Linked DNA regions of Hordeum vulgare: region 1 is linked to region 2. A link is a contact called in public Hi-C data. All regions are on one chromosome and are shown on one strand. The core of a region is the stretch at or near the end of the contact, and the rest is flanking DNA. Distances in the headings are between cores, read along the strand shown. Region 1 holds the start of LOC123447322 (suppressor of disruption of TFIIS-like). Region 2 holds the start of LOC123451029 (F-box protein At1g55000).

What was found. A called contact is a pair of places that touch in the nucleus more often than the background predicts.
Region 1: a contact with region 2 is called in a Hi-C map of leaf, with 5 times the contacts expected there. The contact joins the promoter of LOC123447322 here to the promoter of LOC123451029 in region 2. A contact is called at or near these places in 2 of 6 Hi-C or Micro-C datasets (leaf and seedling).

What each region holds. Positions count from the first base shown.
Region 1 is chr4H:13,328,423-13,335,322 of MorexV3_pseudomolecules_assembly, forward strand. LOC123447322 (suppressor of disruption of TFIIS-like) reads left to right here and starts at 2,960. Exons shown (of 7, transcript XM_045123913.1): 1 at 2,960-3,128; 2 at 3,227-3,390; 3 at 3,496-3,533; 4 at 3,621-3,708; 5 at 3,811-4,038; 6 at 4,332-4,397; 7 at 5,082-5,535. The coding sequence starts at 3,080. The coding sequence ends at 5,273.
Region 2 is chr4H:13,068,612-13,075,539 of MorexV3_pseudomolecules_assembly, forward strand. It overlaps LOC123451029 (F-box protein At1g55000), which reads right to left and starts at 4,535. Exons shown (of 2, transcript XM_045128047.1): 1 at 4,009-4,535; 2 at 2,581-3,161. The coding sequence starts at 4,359. The coding sequence ends at 2,787.

The DNA of each region.
Region 1 (6,900 bases), core at 1,710-4,209, 260 kb after region 2:
ATCCCGATCTCGATTCGTGCCAACCCAACAGACACTTTCGGAGGTACCCGTAGTGCACCTTTATAGTCACCCAGTTACGTTGTGACGTTTGATACACCCAAAGCACTCCTACGGTATCCGGGAGTTGCACAATCTCACGGTCGAAGGAAAAGATACTTGACATTAGAAAAGCATTAGCATACGAACAATACGATCTAGTGCTAGGCTTAGGATTGGGTCTTGTCCACCACATCATTCTCCCAATGATGTGATCCCGTTATCAATGACATCCAATGTCCATGATCAGGAAACCATGATCATCTATTGACTAACGAGCTAGCTAACTAGAGGCTTGCTAGGGACACATTGTGATCTATTCATTCACACATGTATTAGTGTTTCCTGTTAATACAATTATAGCATGAACGATTGACGATTATCATGAACAAGGAAATATGATAATAACCATTTTATTATTGCCTCTAGGGCATATTTCCAACACCACTTCGGCCTGCTGTGGCCCAACAGCCCAGTCGTTTCTGACCTAGGCAACGGTGCGATGAGGGCCGTCGGATTAAATCCGACGGTTGCCCGATCCTTTCGGTGGGATAAAAAGGGCAGTCACCTGGCCGAAACCCTAATGGCGATTCATTTCCCCCACCCGCGCCGCTCTATCTGCTCTGCCCGACGGCTCCTCTCGTGCGGGCCCTCTGCTCCCGCAGAGCTCGGCTCCTCGAGCGGTGGCTCCATGCCCCGCCGAGCGCTGGCCGGGCGGTGGCCGCCGGCGGTGGCAGCCGAGGGCCCCGCGCCGTGCGCCGTCTGCCCCGCCGAGGAGGAGGCCGTCGGGGTTGGTCGACGGGGAGCCGGGCCCTTCCCTCGTGCGGTGGCTCTAAGGCCCCGCCGAGGTGGCCTTCCCTTCGCGCGGTGGCGCTCAAGCCCCGCCGACAGGGATCCCGCGGTGGCTCTCTGCCCCGCTCGGATCTGGCCCTTTTTTCTTGTGGCCGCTGGCCGTGGTGGCCTAAAGCCCCACGTCGTGTGCTTCCTTGCAGGTGGTCGTGCCCCTTTCCTATCGCAGCGGCGGCGCCCTTCACTCCCCTTGCCGGTGCGCGCCCTCTCCCGAGGGAGAGTGCGCCGCCATCAAGGGAGGTGTTGGGATGCCAACTACCCTGCCGTTCTTTTCATCCTTGAGCAGTTCAATGGCGCCATCTCCGTCCCCTTTGCAGGCTGCGCGAGCACCTCTAGGGTGAACGCGCCACCGTCAAACGGTTCGGTAGTGGCGCCCTTTGCCTTTGTTTTGCATAGTTCCCCCCTCTCTTTTTTGTTGTCTTTTGTCGGTTTCAATCCGATCTTCTTTTGAATCGAATATGATCCATACTTTGTTTTTTTCCTTTCGGATCTTGATACGTACTTAGCCCCCGAGGGGGTAGGTTCTTCTTCCACGCACCTCGGCTTGCCGATGCGTGTGGGGATCGAGAGGAACAGGCGCGGCCTTGCGGCGGCGCTTCTTTTTCGACGAGGCCATAGCCATCCTCGGTGCCTTGCCCATCTAGGGTTCGTAGGGGTAGGGAAAAAATGCTTTCTTTTCTTTGTACCGAATAAATCTCTGCCTAGTGGCTCATGATACCAATGTTGAAGCCGTAGATCAACTAGGCATAGATAGATCCGGAGTTACCATTGTACTCACCTAATCCCGAGCCCGAGGAACTCCCTGCTCCGGCCATCGGTGCCGGTGTAGTCGTCGGTGGCGTGAGGGAAGGGGTGTGGTCGTGGGTGGTGCTTCCCGTGAGCACTGCGCTAACCCTAGATCGGAAGGGGATTTAGGTGGGGAGTCTGGCGGCGCGGTGAACCTCGTACCGTGCGCCCCGCCCCCCACCACTTTATTTATAGCTCAGATCACAGGGGCCCACCAACCATAACAGGTTGGGCGCCCCCGATCAGGACGCATAGATCAAGGGCCCGGTGGGCTGTTGGGCCCACGCGGAAGAGATCAACCTAACAAGTTCTACTCCCTCCGTTCCTAAATATAAGACCTTTTAGAGATTCTACTAGAAGACTAAATACGGAGCAAAATGAGTGAATCTATACTCTAAAATATGTCTATGTACATCCTTATGTAGTTTATAGTGCAATCTTTAAAATGTCTTAGGAACGGAGGGAGTACCTCACATGTATAAGGTATACCTTATCGAGAGAGAAAAAAGTTATGTTTGTATCGTGTTTAAAACAAAATTTGTAAAGTGGTAGATACGCAAGGCAACTGTGAGCCAAGAGCCCAAGACCGAGCGACCGACCGCCGTCCGAACCCACCCCGAGCACGGAGAGGAGCGGAAGCCGACGGAGGAGGCACTGGTGCTGGGTGTGGGGGAGGACGAGCTGGAGCCAACGTAGGAGGTATGACGTTGAATATGGGGGAGGAGGACATGGATCTCAGGGCGGAGTAGCATGTCATCTTGAACTTCATCTATTCGAAGTCGGTTTGCAGAGGATAGACGTCTTTGTTGGCAACAGATGAAAGTGACGCGGGCTTCGATAAAAACGGCTCAGGCTACGACAAACGCGACACTGGCTACAATGAGCAAGGATCAACGAGAAGCTATCTCCAACAATAACAAATAATAGGATAGCACATATGATTTTCTTCTGCCTGACTTTTTAATGTATTTACAAGACGAAATATGAAAGAATTGAATGTAAACATTAATTAACGAACGCGTCCGCGATCATTTAAGGGTTTGGATGTGCAAGCGTAGATGCTTAAAACCTGGACCGACCGACTGACCGACGTCCCAACCCATTCCGGCCACGGAGACGCGTGTGAGCTCCGCGACGCGGACGCGAGGAACACGAGCCGCTTCCCCGGAACACAGCCGATCAGAATCGGAAAGCCACCTCACCCACATGCACGCGTCACCGCACCAAAATTCCCTGTCATCCACACCCTCCTTTTTCTTCTTGCGCTCACCTGCTCTGCTCCAGCTCTATTTAAACGCCCCGACCATCGCCCGTCTTCCCTCGCTCCCTCGCTCTGCACATCAAAATCACCCCAACTCTTCTCAAGTTTGAAGAGGCTCCTCTGCTCCTCGCAGCTAGCTCTCCGGCCATGGCGTTCCAGTCCCCCGTCACCTCCCCCTTCGACTGCCTCCTCATCGGTAATCAATCAAGCTGACGACATGTACCTTTCTTCTTGGTTCCAACGATCACCATCTGATGAGTTCCTCTGCTCTGCTCCGTGAACTGAACCGAGCAGACCTCGACGACACGCTGTACCCGGGCAACACCGGCATTGGCCCGGCGCTGAGGCGCAACATCGACGAGTTCCTTGTGGCCAGGTTCGGCCTCGCCGCCGACAAGGCCGCCGCGCTCCGCGCCGACCTCTTCCGCTCCCACGGCAGCACCCTCGCCGGCCTCATCGTACGTTTTCTTCTCTTCAAACCCAAAACGCACACGCCAACTTTGCCTTCTCTTTTCTCACGTGTTCGTGTCTGTCTTCCGTCCGCCCGTCGTCAACTTCCGCAGGCGCTCGGCCACGACGTGCACCCCGACGAGTACCACAGGTCGGCACGCTACAGCAACACCCACCTTGTCTTTCTCCAACTTGTCAAACTAATCGACGGCACGTCTAACCATGGATTGATTTGCAGCTACGTGCACGGGAGGCTGCCCTACGACGTGATCGCCGCCGACCCGCAGCTCGCCGCCGCGCTCCAGAGCATGCCCCAGCGCAAGATCGTAAGCACATTACCATCTCCCTCTCTCGAGCATCATTTGGTCCTCCGACTGAACAAGTACTCAAGTAGAAATGATTTGTCTTCGCCGCGTGCGCGCGTGCAGCTGTTCACCAACTCGGACCGCGCGCACATGAGGAGGTCGCTGGAGCGGCTGGGCCTCGACGAGGCCCTCTTCGACGGCGTCGTATGCTTCGAGACCATGAACCCGAATCTCTTCGGCGAGGACGCCAAGGACGACGACGACGTCGACCGCCCCGCCGTCGTCCTGAAACCGTCCGTCCACGCCTTCGCCACCGCCCTGCGCGTCGCCGGCACAAACCCACGTCGAACGGTAACCATCTGCTGATTTTTTTAAGAACGTATCGCAGTAGAAATCAACGCGCATAGCCTCATCTGCTTATAATAATTTGACGAACTGAACCCGATGGACGGAAAGTGACACCGGGGGTAACACAAGCCACCAGCTTTAAAAAACCATTAGCAGCTAATCAAGCCCTTATCAGCAATTATCTTTCGATGAAAGCAAAGCTTATGATAGTACTATATTACTTGTCATCGTCGCGTGCTTGGTTTGTGTTCTTGCCTGATCATCACAAAACTAATACGTGGATCTCTGTCTGTCAGCTCTTCCTCGACGACAACGAGAGGAACATCGCCGCGGGAAAAGCTCTCGGCCTCCGCACAGCCCTGGTAAATGAACTATCTAATTCATCTCAACCGACCTAATTTCATAAGTTCATATCGAAATCAAAAGCACATGCATACTCTCTTCATCTTTCCTCGACAGTTTATTCGACTTGCGTGTCACGATGATTCATAAGTCACAGCAATCAATCTAGAACAGAGGAAACGTGGCGCAATTTGCGCAAAAAAAGAATCGATAGCATCTAACTAAACGACGCCGAAGGTTCCGTGGCGCCGAGTCAGTTCCCAGTCGCGTTGCTGTCCTTCGTTGTTGGATGGGTAAAATTAGGTCGGCCGATCAGTCCATCGATCAGGTGGCCGGTGCGCGCTGATTAAGATAGATAGAGACGCCATTATTCCATGTATGAGCAGCTTGGTTTCCAATTAGGCCATCTGGGTTCACATCATTGGGTGGTATTATGGCGAGCGATTAGCCTGATTCTGCACATGCAAGCCTTGGTTTGTGGCTGTCATTGCCCCCAAAGAATGTGGTGGAAGAAACGGGACAAGGAAAAAAGATCTCCCGACGGAATGTGCCATCTTCCATTCCGTCAGCAATCGCTGGCCCATCGCATCAATCAGATAGCGTTTCCTTTGTCGCCGGTCGATTACGTGGCCGTCCAGCATTCAGTACAAATGAGATCGCCGTCGTCATCAAAGGACCGTCGTCTGATCGAATAGTGTTTGCAGGTTGGCAAGAGGGCGAGGAGCAAGGAGGCGGACTACGCGCTGGAGACCATCGGCGGCCTCCGGCGAGCCATCCCGGAGATCTGGGGCGGCGCGGCCGACGGCGAGCTGCAGCTCGACCACAACGTGGAGAAGAACAAGAGCATGAGGGCCGAGCTGGACGCCGTCATACAGCCCACGTCCATCCAGGCATGATCGACCCACTTGACCGCGTCCAGCTCCAATTCAGACGCTACCTGTCCATAATGCAGCGTCACTAATAAGGCCCCCTCCTGTATGTATGTCATATTGTGACCAATCTGATTGAGTCCTGATGCTTAATTATGCGTGTGTACAGTCGATATGCATGTACAGTAGTGGTACCTACCAGCTGACAGGCAGAATAAACGGCATGTATGATTCTGATCAGCACCGTGTTGCAAAGCAGATTAAACAAAGCAGCTCAATTGCAGGACGAGTCATGTGTCACATGTACTACTACGTGCGCTCTTACATTATTAGCTTCTTGTAGTATGATGGGTAGTACCTATCTATCTGTTTGATGTTGCTTGTCGCTTTCGATCAAAGTATTTAATCCCGTCCAATCCCCTTTGATCCATACGGAACCCAACAAGGCATGCTGAATAAAATGCCTTCAAGCATAAAAGAAGATGTATTCGCATATCAGAAGCAACCATACGCTTGTGAACGGATGAAGTGGACAGCACTTACAAGCATTCACATAGCCGGAATTTTTCAGGTCACCGTTCAGAGCGAAGATTGTTATAACTTTGTATTTCTCTCTGATCTATCAGTTTGATTTGGCCAACTAGATTAATTTATCTTCTGTAGGAGTGATGTGTTGTGATGAGTTAAATGTTGCGTTGCTCAATTCCAGTGACACAAAGGGACATGACACGTACTGTATTGCTTTCATTAAGGATAAAACGACAGGGTCTAAACATATTGCTTGTCTTACTTTGTCTACATCATATCATCGTGCTCCAAGAATTATTGTGTTTCATACTTAATACTCTAGATGCATGTTATATAGCGGTAGATGAGTGGAGTAATAGTGGTAGATGCATGCAGGAGTCGGTGTACTTGTTTAAGGATATGATTCCAATATACATAATCATCTTCGTGAATAACATGTCACAACTATGCGCTATTTTGTCAATTGTCCAAGAATAATTTATTTATCTACCGTATGCTATGTTCAAGAGAGAAACCTTTAGGAAAAACTATGGGCCCGAGTCTACTAAAACATAAATACAAAAACTCCAAAATACTTTGCTGCAATTTTACTGTTTAATTTACTTTATATTTATCTTATCTATTTATCAAAATTTATTCTTTGCAAGTAACGAGTTTAAGGGACTTGACAACCCGCGTTGGGTGTAAGTGTTTAGTTTTGTATGTGTAGGTGCTGCTAAATAAGGTTTGCATGATTTTTCTATTGGCTTGATAAATCTTAATTCTCACTGAGAAAAAAAATACTTATCTATATTGTGTTGCATTTTCTCTTTAAAAAAAATTCAATGTAGTTTACAATTAGCACAGTTTATGGGGAGCACATGAGCCTGAACTCTCATTTGAATTGCCTCATATTTTTTAAAATGTATCTATGTTGATGCCCAATCTGTTTGATACTTTGATATGGCATAGGCTGGAAAGACAGGTTCCAAAGAAAGTGTAAAAAAAGTCAAAACAAACGTGTAGCAAAAAAGCGAAATAAAAACGTTATTCGTAGAGCCGAAAGCTGTAAGGTTGTGTTGTTTTTGCTCCTCCTTCGTCCTATCTTTTGTACGTACCTTGATGGAGACTTTCTTTTGGGAGACCG
Region 2 (6,928 bases), core at 3,285-5,784:
GGGTGGTGTGGCGAGAGAGCGCACTCGGCCTGCGGGAACGTCTACCTTCCGCTCGCTGCGGCAGGGGTCGCTCTCACGCATAGGGGGGCGCCCGACTGAGCCGGTCCAGTTTTTTCTTTGTCTACAAAGGTTGGATAATTTTCTTTTTTCTGTTTCTTTTCTCTTTTCTGCTTATTTCTTCTTTTTTTTCACTCGTTTTTCTTCCCGTTTTTCTTTTTTATCAAAACGAAAAAACGATGAATTTCTTAACCATTTTTTGAAAATACGGAATGTTTCTTAAAACAGAGAACAAATTTGAAAGTGTGAACAATTTTTTAAACCACGAATATTTTTAATCTTGAGAACAAATTTTAAAATCAAGATTTTTTTTGAAAATACTGAACAAGATTTGGGACTGCGAACAATTTTTTAAAACATGAATATTTCTTGAATATTGAGGACAAAATTTTGAAACGGAGGACAATTTTGAAAACCCTGAAGATATTTAAAAGCGTGAACAATTTTTAAAAGCATGGATTTTTTTTTGAATCTTGAGAACAAATTTTGAAAATGAGGAAAACCAATTGGTTCGTTTTTTCTTTCCATTTTCCTTTTCTTTTTGTATTTGAAGCAAAAACATTTTTCGAATTCGAAGACCAATTTTGAAAATTCGTGAACAAATTTGGAAGCACGAACAATTTTTTAAAGCACGGATATTTTTAAAACTTTAAAAAAGGAGAACAATTTTGAGAAACCCGAACAAAATTTGAAAGCGCGAACAAATTTTTAAAGCACGAACATTTTTTGAATTTTGAGAACCGATTTTGAAACCCGGAACAATTTTGAAAAATCCTAAACAAATTGTAAGCACGGACAATTTTATAAAGCATGAATATTTTTTAAATTTTAAGAAGAAATTTTAAAACCAAGAACAAATTTAAATCTGATGAACAAATTTCGAAACCGAGAACAATGTTTTGATAATACAGAACATTGTTTTAAAATCGTCGACATTTTTTGAAAACCAGAACATTTTTTGAAACAGATACAGAAAAGGAAAAAACGGAAAAGAATAAAGAAAAAGAAAAACTGATTCAAGGAACCTTCTATAAGTTTTTAAAAACCGGTTAAAAACCTCTAAAAGATTTCCAAAACCGGGTGATGTAATCCCACTAAATGGGCCAGCCCATTTAAAATCGATCCTCCTCCCGCTCTGTGTGAAGCCCCGACACCGTTTCGCACAGAGCGGCGAATAGGGTTTTCTTGACCTGACTACTAATTTACGTAAATGGGGTTGTCTAAAAAAATGTAAATGGGGTGGGAGATGGACCAATACCCACGCTTGTTGCGACGGATCCGTCGGCCCGTACGTCCCTCTCGGCTGTTCTGCGCGCGGCGCGTAGCGACTACCTCGATCGGACTATTTGCACTGCCGGACGACGGCACGCCCCCCTCACTCCGGGTGACGGGTGGTCGCGTAAGCTTCAACCGGGTATGAAGCGCCACTTTTGCCACTCCAAAAAAATGGACTTTGTAGTATGTAGCCGTCATATGACTTTGAGCTTGTTCGGCAACCATCCACCTCCGTAAAATACATCAGGCAACTAAGAATTAGCAAATCCTATATTTAAACTGACGCGTAAGTGAACCCGGATTCGATGTATGGGCTACAATGAGTGCAACAAATAATTTAGGAAACAAGATTTCACTTCTACTTCAACAACATATGCCTTAGAGCAACTCTAGCAAACCCCTTAAAACCTCGCGGCCCGTATTATTTCGGCGAGTTTACGGGCTTGGTTTGATTTTCTGGCCAGACCAGACCCCGTATAGTCGGGCCGGCCCATAAACTTTTTACGATGGCCCGAAAACGTACCCGCCCCCTTTGGTATATATCCGGGTCCGCGACCGCGATACGGGTCGAAACCCTATCTCCCTGCAATCGCGATTGCCCATTCCCCGCTTCAATTTCTCATCGACGGTGGCAAAAATTCGCCGCCCCGTCCACCGATCCTTCACGATATGGAGCGGGATGTGGAGCTCTAGCCGGCGCGATGGCGACGACCCCAAGCGAAAGCGTTGCTTCGTCCCCTATGCGGCGAGGAAGCGGCCCGCCCTGCCATACACCAACCGCGGTCTTGAGCCACCGACGTCCCTTCTCCTTCGCGAGAATACAAACGCAAGTAGGCGCTCCTTCGCCACGGGTTGATGTCCGGCTCCTCCACCACGGGCAGTTCCTTTGTCGGTGCTCAAACTCGTAGACGCCCCTCGCACCGCTCAAAAAAGAGCCGAAGGATCTCCCGCCGCTCCGCGCGATGAATGGGGAGCCGGAGCCAGAGCAACGGGGAGTCATCACGCCGGAGGGTTACCTCCCCCCCAACGGAGGCGGATGCCATTGAGGCGGCCATGGTCGTGCGCTCCATGTGGGACAGGGAGGAGGAGCAGCGTCGACGGGACGCCGAGATCGATCGGATCCTCCTCCAGCAAGGGTTCGCGACGACACGGGAGTTCATCGCCAACCAAAAGGAATGGCGGCTCGTAGCGAAGCAACATAACGAGGTCTACGTCGACCTAGTGAGTCCTGGCTTGTATGCCACCCAGTACTTGCTACAATTATTACTTTCTAAGTCCACCTTACATGTTTCTTTAGTTTCAGCTTACAGAGGTCCACAGTTTCACATTATATTACACACAGGAGAGGGCAATACAACAATGGTTCAAGCAGAAAAAAGTAGGTAGAAATCATCAAATGGTATATACTCACCTATACACCAATACCCTTGTATATACTTCCCACTGACCTGCATCTAATGGCCCTTTTGTCGCTGCTCCCACCTAAGGTCCTCCGAGAACTCCATCATAGCAGCTCTCGGATCGCCGTCTGTGATGGATAGGTAGTACTCAGCAGTTCCGTCATCGACTTGCAAGCTCCGCCTCACCGACTCGAGAATCCGTTTGCTTTGCCTTTTTGCAGCTGCGGCGTTTGTCACGGATTCTGTATTTCCATTCGGGTGGCCCTCGGGATAAAAGACCGCGACTTCTCTCTTTGAGTTGTGATCCATCTCAATGTAGCATGTGCTACCCAGCAGGATTTCTGGATCACTGATTGGTATCAGAAGCCTCTCCCTTGAGTAGATACCGTGGTCACTCATCATATTGTTGAACCGTTTGATATCAGTCACCTGTTTGAAATTCACACAATATCAAATACGTTTTGATAGAGAATAGAGAATGTTTGCTCACACAGGCACAGTACAACTGTATAACTTTCTGAAACAGTGGAAACATTTGCCTGGAATGATACAAATTACCAGCATTCAGCCACTCACAAATGAAGTAACTGAGGATACCAATTGCTTTCAAATTTGAGTTGCATCAACAACTTTGTCAATAAAACTAGTCCAACAAGTTTGAAACTCCGTGTGGTCAATGTTTCGGATTAATTCTATATCAGCGGCAGTGAACTTAAAAAGGGTTATTAGCTGAAGGTGCATGGGCACTCTACAGCCTTACTATCAATTGTGGCGACATTATGGAAACCAAACGTCGAGAGCTAACTCAATTACTTTGAGACCTAACAAAGTGAGCCACTACAGCCTTAGTATCAATTAGAAGTTTAGAACACTCAACATTTTAATTGATGCAGCTGAGCAAAGAGTACTGACAGGCATATCATGGAAGCAGCGTATCTATCATCAAACATTGTATCATGAGCATTATCAGATAGCCAACGGTTAAAACATGATGAGCTATGCTAACGACAGCGTGGTGAGTCCTGCGACAGTGAGCTTCCATGGTATCCAATAACATTAGATTATCTGTTAGACAATCTCTCGCGTCAGACATCTTGCAGTATTTCAATACTATGGGATTCGATGCTACCGCGGAATCTGCCAATTTCAGTATGGGTTGGTGTCGCTGTTGCCTCAGGTAGCAGAGCGAACACACATCACGATTCAGCTAAAATCAATACCTGAATAATAAGCTGCAGACGGGGAGGATGGATGGACAGAGAGCGAGAGATGATACCTGGACGGAGTACTTGAGCGCGACGCCGGGGACGGTGTCCCCGCGCCGGACGGTGTGCGAGAGCGCGAAGCGGGCGAGGGATGCGGCGCGCCAGAAGGCCCTGGTGGCCGGGTCGCCGAGGACGCGGCGCACGCCCCATGGCGCGCGGAAGGCGGCCTCCAGCACGGCGCGGTCGGAGGCGACGGCGCGCCAGAGGCGGCAGACGCAGGCCGCCCGCGCGACGTCCGCGGGCGGGAGCCGGTGCAGGACCGCCCGCAGGAGGTCGGCCGGGAAGTCGCCGCCGCCCATCGGGGACGGCTCCTCCGGATCGGGTTTGTCCGGGAGGGCGCGGTCTCCGGCGCGGCTGGTCATGGCGACCGGGAGGAGGAGGAGGAGGATCGCGCGGGTGGATGGATTGGACGAGGGGGAAGAAGGCGGCTTGTGCGGTGGCGCGGGGCGTGGTTGACTGGTCGGCAGGGGAGACGGAGATGTGGTTGGTCCTCAGGGGCGGTGCGTGCACAACTCCCGGACCGCACCACACCACAGCACCGCAGAACTCCGCCAGGCCTTGTGTTAACTTTTTCTTTTTCTGCAGGATAAAGTCGGGTATTATTACCCGTCCTCCAAGAATTTAAAAAGTCCGTTGCAACGAAAAATATCATAATCTTCAATGGTCATGATCGTATTTTGCTGCATCATTCAGATAGACTATCACTTTCAGTTTCATGATTATGGACCTTCGAAAGACGGGCTCGACATGGCCTGTAGGAGGAACCCTCCTCGTGTTACACTTGCACGCAGGAAGAGGATAACATAGACCATATCTTGGTGCAATGTGTCTATGCGAAAAAGATTTGGCATACTTGCTTCGACGCATTGCAACTAATGATGGCCGCTCCGAGCAGTAGGGATACTCTAGTGGCTCAGAGCACGGAAAGGTTTTCAAGGCGATGACAAGCAAGGTTTTGACTCTTTAGTCATTGGTGCGATTTGGTCGCTTTCAAAGCAAAGGAACACTAGAGTCTTTAGCCGTGTGGAGCAATTCAGAGACCCGAGAAAGCTAGCCAGGTGGATCCTTGAGGAATTTTATGATTGAAGACGAGCAGCAGTCGGTGTAGGTGGTCTAAATAGATTTGTGAGACAGTGACTCAGTTGTATCGGTGGGAGTAGGTGTACTTATGGTTGATTTTCACATTGACCGTAGGATTCTTATAAATATTTTGATCTCTTATATAAAAATATGATACGTCATTGACATACTCTTGAAAACAAAAACTCTTAGTTTCGTGAATCATGAACTTTTTTAAAACTTGAAATCATTAACATTTTTCATATTCGTGAATAATTATACTATTTTTCGAACTATTTCTAGAGTCAATAACATTTTTTGAATTCATGGACATTTTATAATATTTGCAAACACTTTTTAATTATTGTGAAAAAAATCTACACAATTTTCATGAATGAGCGAACATTTCTAGAATTGACGAACAATTTTTTGGAACTTGATGGAACAATTTTTAAAATTTACGAACGTTCCATGAGTTGAAACGGGAGAAAAAAATTCATATACACTATTACTCGCAATTTCATGAAATCATAAACATTTTTTAACTCGTGAACATATATGAAATCATGAACATATTTGACTTCATGAACATTTTCTACTATTTGCAAACATTTGCTTTAAACCATGAACGTTTTGTAAACATTTCTTTGAATCGACAAACATTTCTAGAATAGACAAACATTGTTCTGAAAATTTCTGGCACAATGTTTGAAATTCATGAATATTTTTTGAAATGCATGATCTTTTTTGAATCAGCAAACATTCTATGGCTGAATAAACTATTTTGTAGGTCACGAACAGTTTTTTAATTTTTTGGATATTTTTCCATTCATGAACATTTTCTGAATTGGGAAAACTTTGTTCAGTTTCATTAATACTTTCTAATACACACACTTTTTAAAAACCATGAAAAAAATATGAATTTCCAAAATTTCAAACATGGTTTGAATAAGGAAATATTTTTTATAAAATCATGAGCTTTATTTGAATCCAGAAATATTTGACTTCATGAAAATTTTGGAAGTCCCAAATTATTTAAAGAAAAATTGCAAAAATAAAATTTAAAAACAGGACGCCCAGACATGGGCCGGCCCAAACAGGTGTTATGTGTTTTCTCACATCGCGAAAAGCGTAGTATAGGAGGTCCCTACTGCATGGGCCGACCCAGGCGGGGGATTCTCCTGTGTGAAACTTGTTTTATCAGTTATAGGTGGACTTGCTGGTTAATATTTTACAATTTTGGGCATTTTATATGAGCAACGGGGCACCTGCAACCACGACGCCAGGGGTGGAGGGGGGAGCTCGTCGGATTTCGAGTGGCAACGCTGCCAACGTTGAACAATGAGAACAATGGATCCATTGCTGCAATGCGTTGATTCGTTGGAGTGCGCACGCTCATTACCGACCCGACCAAAGTGACTGTGAAGAAGGACCATTCTGACGCCGTTTGCCGGCGAAGGCACACTTGTGGGACTCCTTCCGCTTCCACAACCTCATGCGGCTTCGTTTTTGGCCATATCGATGCTCTTCAGCGACGAATTAAACCTTTATGGCGACAACAAATGTGGTTGAATCTGGCGTCGCTGAGGAAGAAGAAAGCGACGAGGGGTGGGACTGCGGCGTGGCTAAGGGGAAGCGTCATGGGTGAAACGGATCTAGCTAGTGCTTACTATCCCAGTTTCTAAATATAAATCATTTAAAAAAAATTAAAGAGTATATACAAAGCAAAATGAATGAACCTATATTTTAAAAAGACTTATATACATTCTTATGTAGTCTGTATTGTAATCTTTTAAAAGACTTATATTTACCAAGGGAGGGAGTAGTTTCATTGAAGATTTTTTTTTCCAGTTAAATTTAACATTTGGGTTG